Regions from separate parts of the Mus musculus genome. Here region 1 is linked to region 2. A link is a contact called in public HiCAR-type data. All regions are on one chromosome and are shown on one strand. The core of a region is the stretch at or near the end of the contact, and the rest is flanking DNA. Distances in the headings are between cores, read along the strand shown. Region 1 overlaps Arhgap15 (Rho GTPase activating protein 15). Region 2 overlaps Arhgap15 (Rho GTPase activating protein 15).

Region 1 (7,047 bases), core at 4,427-6,926, 79 kb after region 2:
TTTTGTTTGTCAAGGTGGTAGCATCCATATATGTCTTGGTTTCGTTAGTGTTTTCCAACAGTTTATCCTGGTATATCTTCCAAAATCTTCACCTTTCTTACATTTCTTGGAAGGCGAAGCTGTAGGGTTTTCCTAATGGAGGATTCACATTACATGGCCTCCAGAGATCTTCTTATACAGCCAGATATTTCATATGCTTGGGATTTTCTTTTTTTCAGCCATTAAAATTCATCAAATATAACAAGTAGTGGTAATAGAATAAATAAAACTGGCAAATTCCATTTCTCTTCTATAGTTAATATTTATAGACTTTGAAATAATTATTGCTTAGTAGCCAAAGCCCACAGGACAGAAGCATCTACAACTGGATCCTATGATTTTCCTGGTAGAGTGGTGAGAGACTCCAAGCTTCTTTCTATTGGTGAATATTTACCCTTTAGAGTCCAGTCATGAAGGCTGAGAACATAGCTCAGAAGAAGACCTCTTGCCTGCCATGTGCAGGACCATGAGCTCCATCCAAAGCACCACAGATGAAAAGAAACAAACATAGTCATAAGAATAAAACTACCTTTAAACAAAACTATCTCACACTTAAATTTTGTATGGACTTAGTTTGTCTTCCAATTATTAAAGGCTGACCTTCAAACTTCATTCTATTATGTGTCGCACCTAAAACTAAGAAAATTATTATATACCTTACCTTTGATTTGTTTTCATTCCTTAACTGTTCCATTATTCTTTATACCTTTCTCTGAGAATTACTAGTTAACCTTGCCCCTGTCCCAGTTATTTGCTTTCTTATCAATGAGCATTGACCACTGAATACTTACCTTACCTTGTGAGAGATTCATTTCAAGGGGTTGTTTTCTCATGTAACATAAAACAGACAGGCATTCATTCGTCGTTATTAAATCCATTCTTCTTTCCCTCTTTATTGGATTCAAAAGGAAAATCAGCTGGCCTCTCTTTTTGGCATGCATCAGCAAAAGTATGCTATTACGATGTATTCTTAAATCATATATCTTCATAAAACAATATAGGTGTGGGTTTAAAGAGGAACAAGGAAATAAATTGGAACCATCTGGGTACTGAACACAGAGAAACGTTTTGCTAATGGTTGTCATGTCCATGTTACAAAAAAAATAAAATAAAATAAGAAAAAATTAACCCTGGATAGGTTTCTGACTGGACAGGAAGAGTCAGAACTATCAAAAAGTTTTAAAAAGAAGATAGCTTGAACGCCAATCGGACAAATAGAATCAGTTATCCGAACTGGACTGAAAAGAGAAGTAGAGAGTCCCAGTCACTGGGGTTGGTAAGCATCAAACTAACCTCCCAGGTGACCTGCGTGGCAGTGGGAATGGAAGTGGAACTAATTTTAAGGATGGGAGCTTGCCTACACAGGGACTGAGGAGAAAGGAGGGAAGCCCAATGCATGGGGGAGGTGTCACCCGAACACTACAAAGACCTCGCAGACTGTGGTTTTCTCTCTCTTTGTGATTTCTCTAGGAAAAAAAAATCCACTCAAGCAGGATGTATAACTCTTATGAGTTTTGTGAGGTTGGCCCAATTGATTATTTATAATCGTAACTAAACAGGTATGCTCTAATTTTTCCTGTTTCTGCCTCATGTTGCCCAGCATGGTAGAAGGCTTGCTCAAACAGGCGCCCCGTCTCAGAGACATAACTGTACACTTTACCTTGAAGTCGATTGAAAACAGAATATTCCTTATTGATTTTGCCTGCTTGGCGGCTGTTTGCTGTCAGTGAGCCCACACGGATGTAAACAGAATGAATCAACTCTTGCTGGCCCTGGGCCTCCTCGAGTCCTGTGAAGTAAGCCTCCGATTCCTTTATGCTTGGGCACAGCCAGGAAGACAAGAGTGCTACTGTCTTCTGCTGCTGCACGGAGTCACCTCGGGCTATGCTGGAAAAATGCTTTTTTCTTATTTTTAGACCTGAATCAGTCTATGCCACTAAATGTATTCTTGTGAATACAGATAGCACTTTGTTGTTGTGCTCATGGGAAGGCTGTGGAGTAACCTGTTTGGACGCAGCTGCAGGCCACCTGTAGAGAAAGTCAAATTAGGGAGAGACCCCACTGTTCTTTGCATTAATGCTTTTTGTATTGTTGTTTGACTTTTCCCCCCTCTGTCTATGTATCTTTTTCAACTAGGGAGATCGGGAGCACATTTTAAGGCCTTCTGTCCCTTTAAGGCATCTAATGATTGAAAGGACTCTAAGGTTTGAAAGGCTGTAAAAACTCCCCAGTTACCAATGAATGATGGCAACACAAAGAATCTTAAAGCTGTTGAAGTCTGCTTACAGATTTGGGTTATCTGGTGAACTTCCACTCCTCAAATATAACTACCTATCTGCACTCCTTCTTGTAAAGATGTACCCTGTTCCCACTGGGAAAGTAGTTATCCATATTAGCAGTTAACTTTATGACACTTAAGGAGGAAAAAGAAGAAGAAAAGAAATTCTAAGTTAAAAAAAATATATAACAACACTTTTTTTAACCATTTGCCCATTTGAAGCTTTAAAAAAAAAAAGCCCATAAATGAAATATCAGCATTAGCCATAAATATTAAAGGAGGGAAATGCGCAAATAAAACTTGTTTCTGGAAATCTTGAATTTGGCTGAATATCAAAAACCATTTCCTGACAATGAGATCCATTAGACTACAAAATAATCTCTCCAAGTAGTGGCTGCATGGTTATAAGACAGCATTTAAGGGTAGACTGAGGACAACCACACAGTAGGCCTAGCTGCAGGAGGTTATTCCCCGGGGGTGGGGGAGGGGGGGAGGGGATGGGGGAGGAGGAGGGGAGGTGGGTTGGGGTGACTCTTTAAGCCTGCTTGTTTCTCTTATTTCTGTTCCTTTCATTGAAAAATTTGTTTTAGAATGCAGGGTTGGAAGTTTCTGGAGCCTCCACCATAGATTCTAGCAGGATGCTGATAATAGCTAGGTTTGAAATGCTGTTTCTAACAAGTCATATGCATGTGTCCAGTATACTACTCTTCAAATAGAGATGCCACCATGCATTGCAAATCCCTTCAGAGGGTTCTTTTGGCCTCAGGTTCCTGGAGTTTATGATGCACCTGTACTGTCTCTGTAAGACACCGTGCTGTTGCAAAATTTCAACTTTTGATCCTCACTATTTTAATAAATATAGAGTGCCCTTCCCGAGAAAAGTATTATATCTATCTAGTTATTGAGAAATCCCTAATAAATTCTTCTTGAAGGTGAAGTTCCAGTACTTCACTCCCAATGACTTAACTCTACAATGCGTCTCTTGCAGGCCCTACTAAACTCAACACAGTGCGAGCAGAATTTGTTGCAACCACATAGTGTGGCCACACAGCTTTATTTCTCTGGAATGTGCCACACACTCCGTGAGCCAATGAGTTTTCTTCACCGTGGCCTATACTTTGCAGCTCCTATCGGTGTAGAAAACACTGGAGCAACGTATTTCTTTTTATAGTGAAATATTTTGAATTTTTCTCAGCTTACTCTTCCCCTAACATTTTCTTGAACTAATGCCCACAGTTACCTGGCAAGTCAGGCTAATGGATGAAGGCAGAAAAGTTCTGACTCTTTGCTTCTTCTTGCTCTGTCCACTGTGGCTCCATGGCTGAACTCATCCATAAGAAACATGTTTCATGTGGCTGGGTTTTTTTCCCCTGAGACTAATACATAATTAAAAGTATAATCCCAAGTAAAGACTCACAGGCCTCCCTGCAAGGAAAATTCATACCTCATGATGAAGTGTGGGTACTCAGGGTTGGAAATCAGCCAAGTTTTACAAAAACAAACAAACAAACAAACAAACAAACCAAACAACAACAAAACCCCCAAACTTGTAGTTCTTCAGATGAAGGTTATGAAAAGGTACACTACCAGAGAGCAGTTCCAGGAGGTTTTAATAAATGGCATTTGACTTTAAAAGGAGATGAGGCTGGTCAGCCATAAGGAGCACATTTTAAGACCTCTCTGAAAAGTGTGTTTACTGCATCCTACAAGTGACTGTGTTTTGGTTTTGAAAACGCTTTATTGTGTTTTTGTCATTAGATGCATTTCTTCATAGTTTAACCTAAGTAAGTTTACACGGGATAATGAGAAGCTGATTTAAACAGCAGCAAGGATGACATCAAACTGTTTTATTGAAAACCCAGGTTTAAATATTGGCTGACCTGTTTATAATATCTGTGTAGCTATTGCCTTGACCCTTTATTCATTGTTCTATAAGATGAAAAGGAAATTAAGATGAACTTTTCCAGATTGGTGAGATTTATTTAGTAAGATGCTGGCTATAAGGTTGTTGTGTTGTCTGTGACTGTCTACCTTAGTATGGTCCATGATTATATTTTCTTTGACCTTCTCCCTGGTACATTCCATGATTGTATTGGCTCCCATTTGTTTGGTAACTCACTAAAAATAATTTCTTAAAACATCTAGCTAATTATTTCTTCAACACCTCCATTTGATCTCTCTGTGCACTCAGCCCAAATCAGAGTAATTAAAAACGAAATGGAAAAGACACCAACAATTTATGACAATTTCTTTTTGAACCACTATATGTGAACATGAACATTCTCTCTCTCTCTCTCTTTCTCTCTCTCTCTCTCTCTCTCTCTCTCTCTCCATATATGTGCGTGTGTGTGTGTGTGTATAGTCAATTTATATGTAAAATATCTGTACCCAAACTTATAACCTATTCTGTAAAGGAATTTTCAATATTGGAAATGTTATATGATTTTGAACAAGTTAAAACTATAAACATTTCCTAGGGTGAAGCCTAAAGTTTGGACCACTCACTGTAGGCTCTGCCACAGGTGAAAACCTAAAGGGCCAGTGACCTTGTACCTTTCTTCACCTGTCCTGCCTCGCCACACAGACAGAAACCTGCCCAAACATGGTGGCTAAATGACATTATAAAGTTACTATACATGGAAATACTAAATGTTTTCAGTTTTGAAATATCTCTACAAAGCATAGCTATACACATGACTTACTTGTGACTTTACTACTTCTCAAGGACTCTGTGAGATGACTTTCTTCTGAGATTTTGACCAGATTTGCCATATCATGTTCCTAGACATGAGAGACAATTACCCCACATTTATTTGACATGACTATTCTAATTTGGCTAGAGAGTTAAGCACCACAATTCTTCTGTCTCAGGTAGCAAAGGATCGGAGAGGACACTTCAAAGATTGACCTACTTGAGAGGATTGCTTGGCAGAGGAGCCAGATTCGACTCTGTCCCTGGTGGATTTCATAACACTTATCTTTGGACTCAGAACACTTGCCAAAGAAATTTTCCTTCCTTGAGCAAGTACCTCTGATAAGTTGTGGTCTCAGGAGTTTACAAACATCTATGCATTATCAAAAGCTCTGTGAATTATTGCTCATCTAAATACCAGCTATCTGGACTTTTGTTTCAGATTGCTTTTTCATCTTTAGTTGCTCGCATTTCCTGTTGTGACCTTTGCGTTTCAGAGAAAAACAAGTGAGGGGGGGAGAGAGAGAGAGAGAGAGAGAGAGAGAGAGAGAGAGAGAGAGAGAGAGAGAGAGAATCTTTTATTGTGACAGAGGTCCTAAGTTGGCCAGTAAATTTGCCACGCACTCTTGGAATGCTGTTTTGCAGTTTCAAAAGTGGCCATACCCAGCTTCCCGGAATTTCTTTTCTGCCTGGAGGACACCACTGGAACAAGGAGAGCCTTGTTAACAAGTTGCAATGTCTCTCGCAAACAAAACAGGATTTGGATATAAATCATCGTTTCAGCTCAAAGAACTATGTTCTCCACCCCACTGAAGGGCTTCATTTACATCTAAAATAGTTACTACTGATCTCCAGCAGAACTCCTAAGTGGAGGAATGCAGCTGTCATGTGCTTAGTGACTCCAAGGTTAGGGAAGAAAGGCATTGCTAGCTTTAAGCACGTTATCACACTGACAGAGAGGCACCTTGTGTTCTCGGTGGATAGAGTGAGGATTGTGCTCTGTCCTGTTTCTTTCTTTCTTTTTTTTTTTTTTCTTTTAAAGAATACCTTTCCCCCTCCTTTCTCCCCAGCTGCAAAATGAAGGGTTGAAAATGTCACTTCAACTAATGATGAATGATGCTTGACCTCTGGATGGGTTACTCTGCATTTTATGCAATTCTCAATTAATATGAAAGATCCCAACTCAAAGGACTCGGGCCATTGGGGAGGGTTTCAAGAATGGATTTGTGTGACCAGTCAGTAGCTTGGAGGTTTTCTGGTTTGGTTTTTATTCTGTCTTTGTGGAGTGGTTTACTTTATAAGCAAGGTAAAGGACAGAGTCTGCTGATTTATTTTAATATGTGTTCTCCTGTGAGATTAATATCTTTTCTTCCTAGAAATATTGTCAGTAAGCAGAGGCAGTTTGCAGGAAAAAAAAAATCTCAAAAGGGCAACTGGCCAACATGTCTTTGTTGTTTGTATTTGAATATAATTAATTATGTAAAGCAATAGTTAGTGGAAGATTAACAATTAGTAGATTCTGTCAAGTAGTCACATGGAAATTACTAACTAATTGAGCGACTGGTCCTCTATTGTGTCAGAAACCAATGCTGAGTGTCGTTCTTTTCATCTTCTTACTTTGTTGTTTTCACAGATCTCCTTTTTTTCTAAGATGCGCGTTTCACAGCAGACTAATAAATAAATAACCCTGCTTGTGATTTCATAACAGACAAAGGGGTTTGAAATTTAAAAAACAAAAAACACCTGTTTTAATTGGCATGATGGTTTGTTCACTTTTTTAAAAAAGTGATAATCCTGACGCACCGAACTGACATTTCTGCAGCTTTGAATTTCCATCTGCATCTTATATTATGATGCTTCTGGATTGTCATGAGTTAATTATGTTAACTTGGGAAGCACTGCTTGCATTCCAAATGAAAAACTTCAGCTTGAATAGACAGAAAAGCAGATGCTATCTTTCTTGTCAATTGCTTTGTTGTGAGCTGCTTTGCAACTTTTCGTGTATTTCTGGATCTAAAGGGAAGTGTAAATCTATTTA
Region 2 (7,494 bases), core at 2,086-4,585:
ATACATCATAATACAAGCTTAGTTCATCAAGATTTCAATAAGCCCTGAATTTTTACTGAATGAAGCACTCTGGTCATACTGTCATTCTCTCAAGTGTTGGCGTGTGTTAGCCTCCACCTCTTCAAATGCCCCTTGTTTCCCTTTCTTAGCTTTCTACTCAAATCCTACTTATATCTGAGAGCTTGTCCCTTTGCTGGGACATTGCGCATGGGGAAGACTGCTGTGACCTTTTTCCATATACTTTCACAGTGCACCTTTACTAACCCAGACACAGCATATTCACAATGACATGTCCCTTTCCTCTGGTGTCAGTCTCCTACATCAGATACATGTAGAGAATAGAGGTTGTGTGGCAACATAACCACATTTATGGCACACTCTGGGGTATCCTATGTAGAGGATAGAGAGTGTATGGCAGCATAGTGCATATATGGGACACTCTGGGGTTACTGTGCCACATATTAAGCACTTGTGATTGTCTTTCACAGATAACTAAATAGATTAAAGAGGAAAGTTAAAGGAAGAAAGCAAAATATCTGCACACACCAAAAATCACTTTTCTATGTTGCTTGTCTAGCCCATCCATCTTTGTGTCTTTCCCTTATATCCACGTGAAAAGGAAAGCAAAACAAAGCTCAATTAGAAATTTAGCACCCATTTCATGATAGTGTCTACTTTTGTTAAACGACTTCCATCCAAAGTAATTCTCTCTGTCTCTCTATCACTCCACTTTCCCTACCCCTTTCTCCTCTCTTTGTCTTTCTCCCTCAAACATGGAAAGACATACACCTATACTGGAGGGCATCATTCTTACAACTCAACACCTTTCAAGTTACTTACTGTTTCAACCTTACAATATTAAAGAAATCCCAGCATATATATTTACAACGTAAACTGTTTAACTGCCTGCTTCGTTGCTGTGCAGATAGAAAGGTCAATCAACATTTGTGCAACGGATGTAAATTATGAAGTCTACTAATAGGTTTGTATGTTGTAGTAATGTTTCCTGCCTGTAACCTCTAGCCAATGTAAAATATTTGATCTGAAGTCCTAGGCAATTTTTCTTAGGTAATATTTATGTCACGCTTTATTACAGGGATGCTCACCGTTTGGAATAAGTCTCTGCTACCTCATCAAGTGTTCAAAGCATATACAATTGTTTGCCATTTCTTTATACTATCTGGGTTTTGAGTTTATCGTCTTCCTGTTTCTTGTATAAACATGTGTTTCCACATCAGAGTGTGTTATTAATAGTGTATTAGCCTAACTTGATTCCCTCCATGACGTTTTTACCAGCACACTCCAATATATTTTCCTAAGTAATAGATATAAATACAACTTCCTTGACATCTCAGTTTCTTCATCTTCAAAGTACCTTGCCATTTAGCACTCTGTTGTGCAGCACTATATATTTTCTCTTAATTTCTATATATCTAAATTGCTTTCCTACAATATCCCGACTGACAATTCAGAACATTTTTGGTGAACTTCCATTATGTGTAAACATTGTGTGAGACTTGGAGACACATAGTAACTCTATGACCCTGACCCTTCTGGATTTGAATTCTAAGCAAGTTAAACAAGCTACATAGTCAACATAGGTCTAGCATGTCAAGTGGAGATAAGCCCCATCCGCAAATAAAGCAAAGATATTGGTATAGACAATGGAGTTGAGTGGCTCCGATCTTTCAGAGGTGGCTGGAAGATAGATACTGTGAGAAGAAGGATCTTTGATCAGCTCAGAGTCCTCATGGCCCAATCACCTCTCAGTACGACCCGCAACTGGGGAAATGGCACTTTTAATAAATGAATCTTCAGAGGACGGTTTAAATCCAAGCCACTATCCCATAATCATAAATACAAAAATGCTGCTCAAAAATTATCTGTCTTACTCTAAATTAAAGGCAAGGGCCCAGTTCAGCGTTGTGATCTCAGAGCCCAGTTCAGCGTTAGTTCAGAGAGATGCCCTCTGAAACAAATGGATCTTAAAAAATGAGTCTGAGAACTATTATCTCTACCATCCTCTTATAGAAACTCACATATGGCATAGCTCAAACAAATAAAAACACTTTAAATCCTGTCTTAAATTCAGTTTAACTTTGTTTAATTTGATGTTGCTGGCCATTTTGAACATGAGCCCTGTTTCCTGCTGTATCTGTTGAACAAGCAGAGAAACCGCTATGCTGGGAGTCTAATGAAGATGACATAGGGAAGTTCTGAGCTGCATTTGTCAGAAAGATACTTTCTGACAAGAGATACTTAAATCTGACAAGAGGGTGGGTATTCAAGGCAGGAGAAACACTAAGCAATACTTTGTAGTACTTCCCTTGCTGCTCTCTACCTTATCAAATACCCTTCCAGAATGAATGCCTTAAATAAACTGGACAAACTGCATTCTTGATAACTGCTGATAAACTTCTAAAACATGCAAGATTCCAGATGCACTAAGCTTAATTATTCCATGGGAGCTACCTCAGCTCCTCTGCATAATTTCAGAGGCAACAGAGTTCAGTCCCTTAAAGACTGTAACTCACTCGTTACCCGTGCCTGATCAAGGACCATGTTATTTTTCTTACCGGGAGATCAAGATTCTATTCCACAGAGAAGGGACACACAGTCTTTATACATCTGCCATAGACACTTTGAAATTAAAGCAAAAATCAATTTCTATGCAAGATGAAGATCTCGGTATTGGCTATGGAAGTAGAATCGAATTAAGAACAACGCAGGCTTGGATTTTAATGAAGCTCATCTTTGTTTCGTTTGCAGATCAAATTTTTGGCTCTCATCTGCACACAGTGTGTGAACGAGAACATTCCACAGTTCCATGGTTTGTAAAGCAATGCATTGAAGCTGTTGAAAAAAGAGGTGGGTGACTGAATGTGCAGCATTGCTGAGTCCTCTGAACAGCTAGGGCTCAAGTTCACGGAACCACTTGATTTCTCTGGGAAGCCACGCAATTAAAACTTGACTTTCATTAATCGGTTAAGAGGATCAGGTTTCTTATTAACTTCAGTTTGCTTTTACAATGGGGACATTAGCAATTCTCACTAATGTTCCGTGTTTTTTTTTTTTCTCTCCCGTTTAATATTTTGTCTGTCTGACATACTGTTGAATCAATTGCAAACTTCTTGTTTCCAAGCCAGTGGTAAAACATTCATAAAATATCAGCACTCACAGTGTTAGAACCCTCTCACATTCATGCTGGTAGATGTGCCAGAACAATTTTTTGGGAAGCCCCCAGCATCACCCAAGTGAAGTAAACAGCGTTTCTACTCACAGACAGCGATACGCCATCTTCTACATGGTTCTGTTCAGTACAGAGTCCAGCTAACTGTGTTTCCTGGAACAATTAGCAGATACACCTCCACTGTTAGAATGACCTTTGACTCCTCTGTTTCACCATTCTGTTTTTCATCTGAAATTATTTCATCTCACTGAAGAGAACAAAACAAACCCCAATTGACTCATCATTTCTAGGCTAGTTTATCTGCGGAGTGTTTTTCCTTCGAACTATGACTTCATTCATTCAAGGTCATTTTTCCTGGAAGATACACACTGTAAATGCAGAATCTTAAAAAAAAATGTATTAAATAAAAAATGTGAAGCTTCATCACCATCTGTTACAAGTTTACAACATATTTCCAGGATCTAGGGGGATATATATCAAGTGAAAGATAGAGGTGTTTGCAGAGGAAAGGAATAGCTGAACCTATTCTTATTTTCAACACCTATTTCTTAAAACAATACAACCAAAGAGGGGGAAAAATCTTCAAGTGTTCTGCTCAGAAAAGTCCATTTTAATTCTCTCGGTGTTACCTGGCTTTATTATAGAAGCATAATAAAAACGGCATGCAATTTCTAACTCCTAGAAATTCATACTTTAATTATACAGTAAGGACAGCTTTGGGATCCTATTATTCCCATATCAGTAGGGAATGAAAGAATAACAAGAGGAGAAGGGGTGGGTAGGGACACAGATAAAGATAGTGACTGTCAGAAAAGCACATCGACAACAAGGAGAAGTGCTGAGGGGCCAGAGAGCAGGAAACAGTTACTGTAGAATAAGCTCCAGGAGAAGCGTCTATGAGGAATGAAGCTGATTGGAATTTAGAGAGAACTGTGTTTTTATTGCATGTTGCAATTTCATTTAATTTATAGGTACCTATCTTAGGAGTAAATATTATTTAATAAATACTTAGAGTCAAAATGGATCAGTGAGAAGATTGTTATTATTTCCAATAGCGAAACTACCATGATTTCCAAGAAATCTTCATTCACTTTTAAATACTGAGAACCAACGGTATGAACATTATTATATTAGATCAAAAATCCAAATAGGCCATTGGGAGAAGCCGTATATAGTAAGATGTATGCACACAGGAAGAAGAGCTTATATCTCCTGATTTGTGAGCCTACCTAAGGCAAAATGAAAATCCCTGTTAAATGTAGCTTTGCAGTGCACAGATTTCATAATATCATAGAATAGAAAATGTCTATAAATAGGAATTGTATCTGTGCCTGGCATTTTCATGGTGATTTTTAATAAAGTAAGATGATATTTCTGCTGACAGGGGCAATCATGACAGCATTATATTTTATTGTTCCAATGTTTACTCTCAAAATGAATTTGTAGATCCAGCACTAAACAGCTGCTAATCGCACATATGATTATTAAAATAATTCCTGAGCATTCTAATGAAACTCAGAGACACTTTATAATTCTGCAAAGCAACTGACAATTCAAAGCACTTTGGCAGTGTTAGCTTAAAGGAACTCCAGATATGTTCAATAAAAAGTCATAGGTGCAAGATAAAGGTCTTACATCAGTGTAGGATTTATGAGTGTGTACACTTGATTATGTTTTTCTATGATCGTTTTGTTGGATTAATGCTCTTACATTTATCCACCAATTCTGTTTACTCAAAGTGTTGTTTTTACTAAATTTTGGCATATTGCGCCTCAGGACAGAAATAATTTATATGAATCTAAATCCAATATTTATGCAGGCTTCTGATGACATTTGATGCAGGGTTGGTACTAGGAAGTAGCTGAAGAAAGTGCCAAGTATCTCGACATGGCTGGGGCTCAGCATGTCTAGAGTGCTCTTTCTAATGGCCAGATGCTCCTCCAGCCAAAAATCTCAACTGCACAGTCATGGGAAATGCTTATGGGTTTGTTCTAGGAAAGACTCATTTAATGAAAGTTGTGTTCACTCTCCCAGTTCTGGGGAAATGGCCTCTGTGCTCATGATGTGTCACACTGGCTGTTACAAAGGGGGGTTGGTTCCATTCTCTTTTTCCCTTTGTGATTCTTTTCTTTAAGGAATCTATAAAACTCAAGCTGTATTTTTTAAATGCTTCTTATTTATGAACTGAAGCATGACAGGGCAGACAGTCTCAAAAGTGTTTCAGCCCCCTCTCAGTTTTCTTGCTGCTTGAATCTCAACAAACCAAATTTAGGCACTTGAGGTCACCCTGAAAGTTCTACCCAGTAACTAGCAGGAAGTGTATTCTTCATTCACCATCAGTTAAGTGACATGAGTTACATTTAAATTTTCCACACGTTTGTACATAACTTTAAAAAAAAATGGTTAAGAAAGCTTTGTAAACCAACTGGCAATTGACTTATTTGATACAGTCACTTGTCTCATTTTGGTTCCCTAAACCCTTGACCACCAAACCATGTTATCTTCCCCAGCCATTTGGAATACGGTGAGTTCTACCTTTTCTGACATTGTCTATGCAGCCCTAAATATACTTCTGTACAGAGAATCACACTGATTTTTGCAGATTGCACCTATCTCTCTCTGCCTGACTTTTGTAGTTGAAGTCTCTTTGTGAGGTAACCGAAGAGACCAATAAACTTCTCAACTTGAGTTTCTTCTCACAAAGATATGTTGGGTATCCATGAATGAAGAAGCAGTCACTAGTTGTGTGTTGTTCTTCATGTTATACACTAGTACTGTAGAAGAAATAGGCACTAAACACCTGGACAAAGAGCAAACAGTTCTAAGTGCTTTAAGAGGAGAGAATTGGTATAACAAGACAGGAAACTATTTTAAGAGAACAGAAAAAAGAAACCAAAGATGTATGCTTTATATTGATCTGTCAGCTCCTGGTCATAAATGCATGCTTGTCTGTTTTCATTTCCTCACAAGACCAAGGGAAGGTTAATTTTGTTTTATTCACAAAACTATTATCTTGACTCATTGTGTGACCATAGTAGAACAAGCCAGCCATATGTGATACCCGGAAAGACAGGCTTAAGTGGAAAACCAAAGATAGACTGTGCCAGAGACTTCTTTTATAAAGAGATAAAATTTACTAAATTACTGAACATAATTCTACTCTAAACATATTTTTGTATATCAAGTAAAATTTCTGAGTGTAAGGGAATACAACTGAATTTTAAAACTGTATAATAGGATTGGCATTCACTGTTCATAACATGATGTGATAGCTCACTGCTCCTTTAAGGCTTCCAGTTCTGGTGCTGTGCCTCATCAGCTTAGCATGTTAAGAGGATACCAAGAGATCCATAACTCAGCAAGCTGAATATACTTGACACAACTGAAATATGCGCCCAAAAGAGTTATTTGACCTTATGTGCTTCTTACCACAATTTAAAAAAAAGTTGTTTTATTCAGTGTATGTGTCTATGTCTGTGTATTCCTGAGTGTGTATGCCAGAGCATAGCATGGGTATAGACAAGGGAAGTCAACTTGCAGGAATCAATTCTTTCCGCTGTGATGTGCTTCCCTGAGATCTAACTCAAGTGTCCAGACTTGGCGGCACACAGTCTTACCCTATGAGCCATCTCTGCAGTCCTACCATACCGTGTGTGACTGTACCATGTGTGTGAGTGTGTGTGTGAGTGTGTGTGTGTGTGTGTGTGTGTGTGTGTGTGTGTGTGTGTGGTGGGGGTCCTGTGTATGTGAACCCACATCTCCTGCATTTGATGGTTCGAGATACAAGCTGGCTTTCTGAATGTTTCAGCAGTTACTAATCAACAAGAAGGTTGCCCTTTCTGTATTTTTTCCCTCAAACACAAAAATGCTATGACAGGAATGAAACACAAGTTACATACTTGACTTACTGCCCAGAAGATACCCTGGGATCCATAACATGGCTTAAAGATTTAAGAAAGACCTTTAGTCTACTTCTGAAAAGGTCTTTAGCCTCAAAAGCTTTATCTCTCAACTGGACTTCATGGCAGCTGTTATATTTTTTTGCTGTCGTTTGTTTGACAGGATCCAGTTATAGGTTCCGATGTCTGTTTAAAGAAACAAGGAGGCTGTTGGCTCTCAAATCCCCCCATTGCTTGTGTGATCAGCATTTTCCCAGGCTTTTCTACATAGTTTGCCAAGCGAAGGGACTGACCTTTTGTAGCAAACACTTTTTCATTTCAAAATGCTCACTTTGATTTTTGTCCCATTTTATACTCATTCCAAACTGTTTACAACCCACTAAAAATGACTGTGAATTATATGTT

What was found. HiCAR-type assays count read pairs that join an accessible place to other places.
Region 1: a HiCAR-type map of kidney shows a contact between it and region 2, with 2.6 times the contacts expected there. The contact joins two enhancer-like sites. A contact is called at or near these places in 4 of 484 Hi-C or Micro-C datasets (brain, granulosa cells, uterus and 1 more) and 2 of 115 datasets of contacts at active chromatin or transcription factors (kidney and neural progenitor cells).

What each region holds. Positions count from the first base shown.
Region 1 is chr2:44,216,630-44,223,676 of GRCm38.p6, forward strand. The region is part of intron 11 of Arhgap15 (Rho GTPase activating protein 15); the gene reads left to right. Among named protein-coding and RNA genes, the nearest start is that of Gm52508, 110 kb to the right of the region's middle. Within about 2 kb of position 5,677, at least 38 of the 459 cell types and tissues checked have an H3K27ac peak or open chromatin away from gene starts, as enhancers often do. A contact at or near this core is called in kidney, where this site is marked.
Region 2 is chr2:44,139,481-44,146,974 of GRCm38.p6, forward strand. Arhgap15 (Rho GTPase activating protein 15) reads left to right here. Exons shown (of 14, transcript NM_153820.3): 10 at 2,770-2,868. Among named protein-coding and RNA genes, the nearest start is that of Arhgap15os, 78 kb to the left of the region's middle. Within about 2 kb of position 3,336, at least 8 of the 459 cell types and tissues checked have an H3K27ac peak or open chromatin away from gene starts, as enhancers often do. A contact at or near this core is called in kidney, where this site is marked.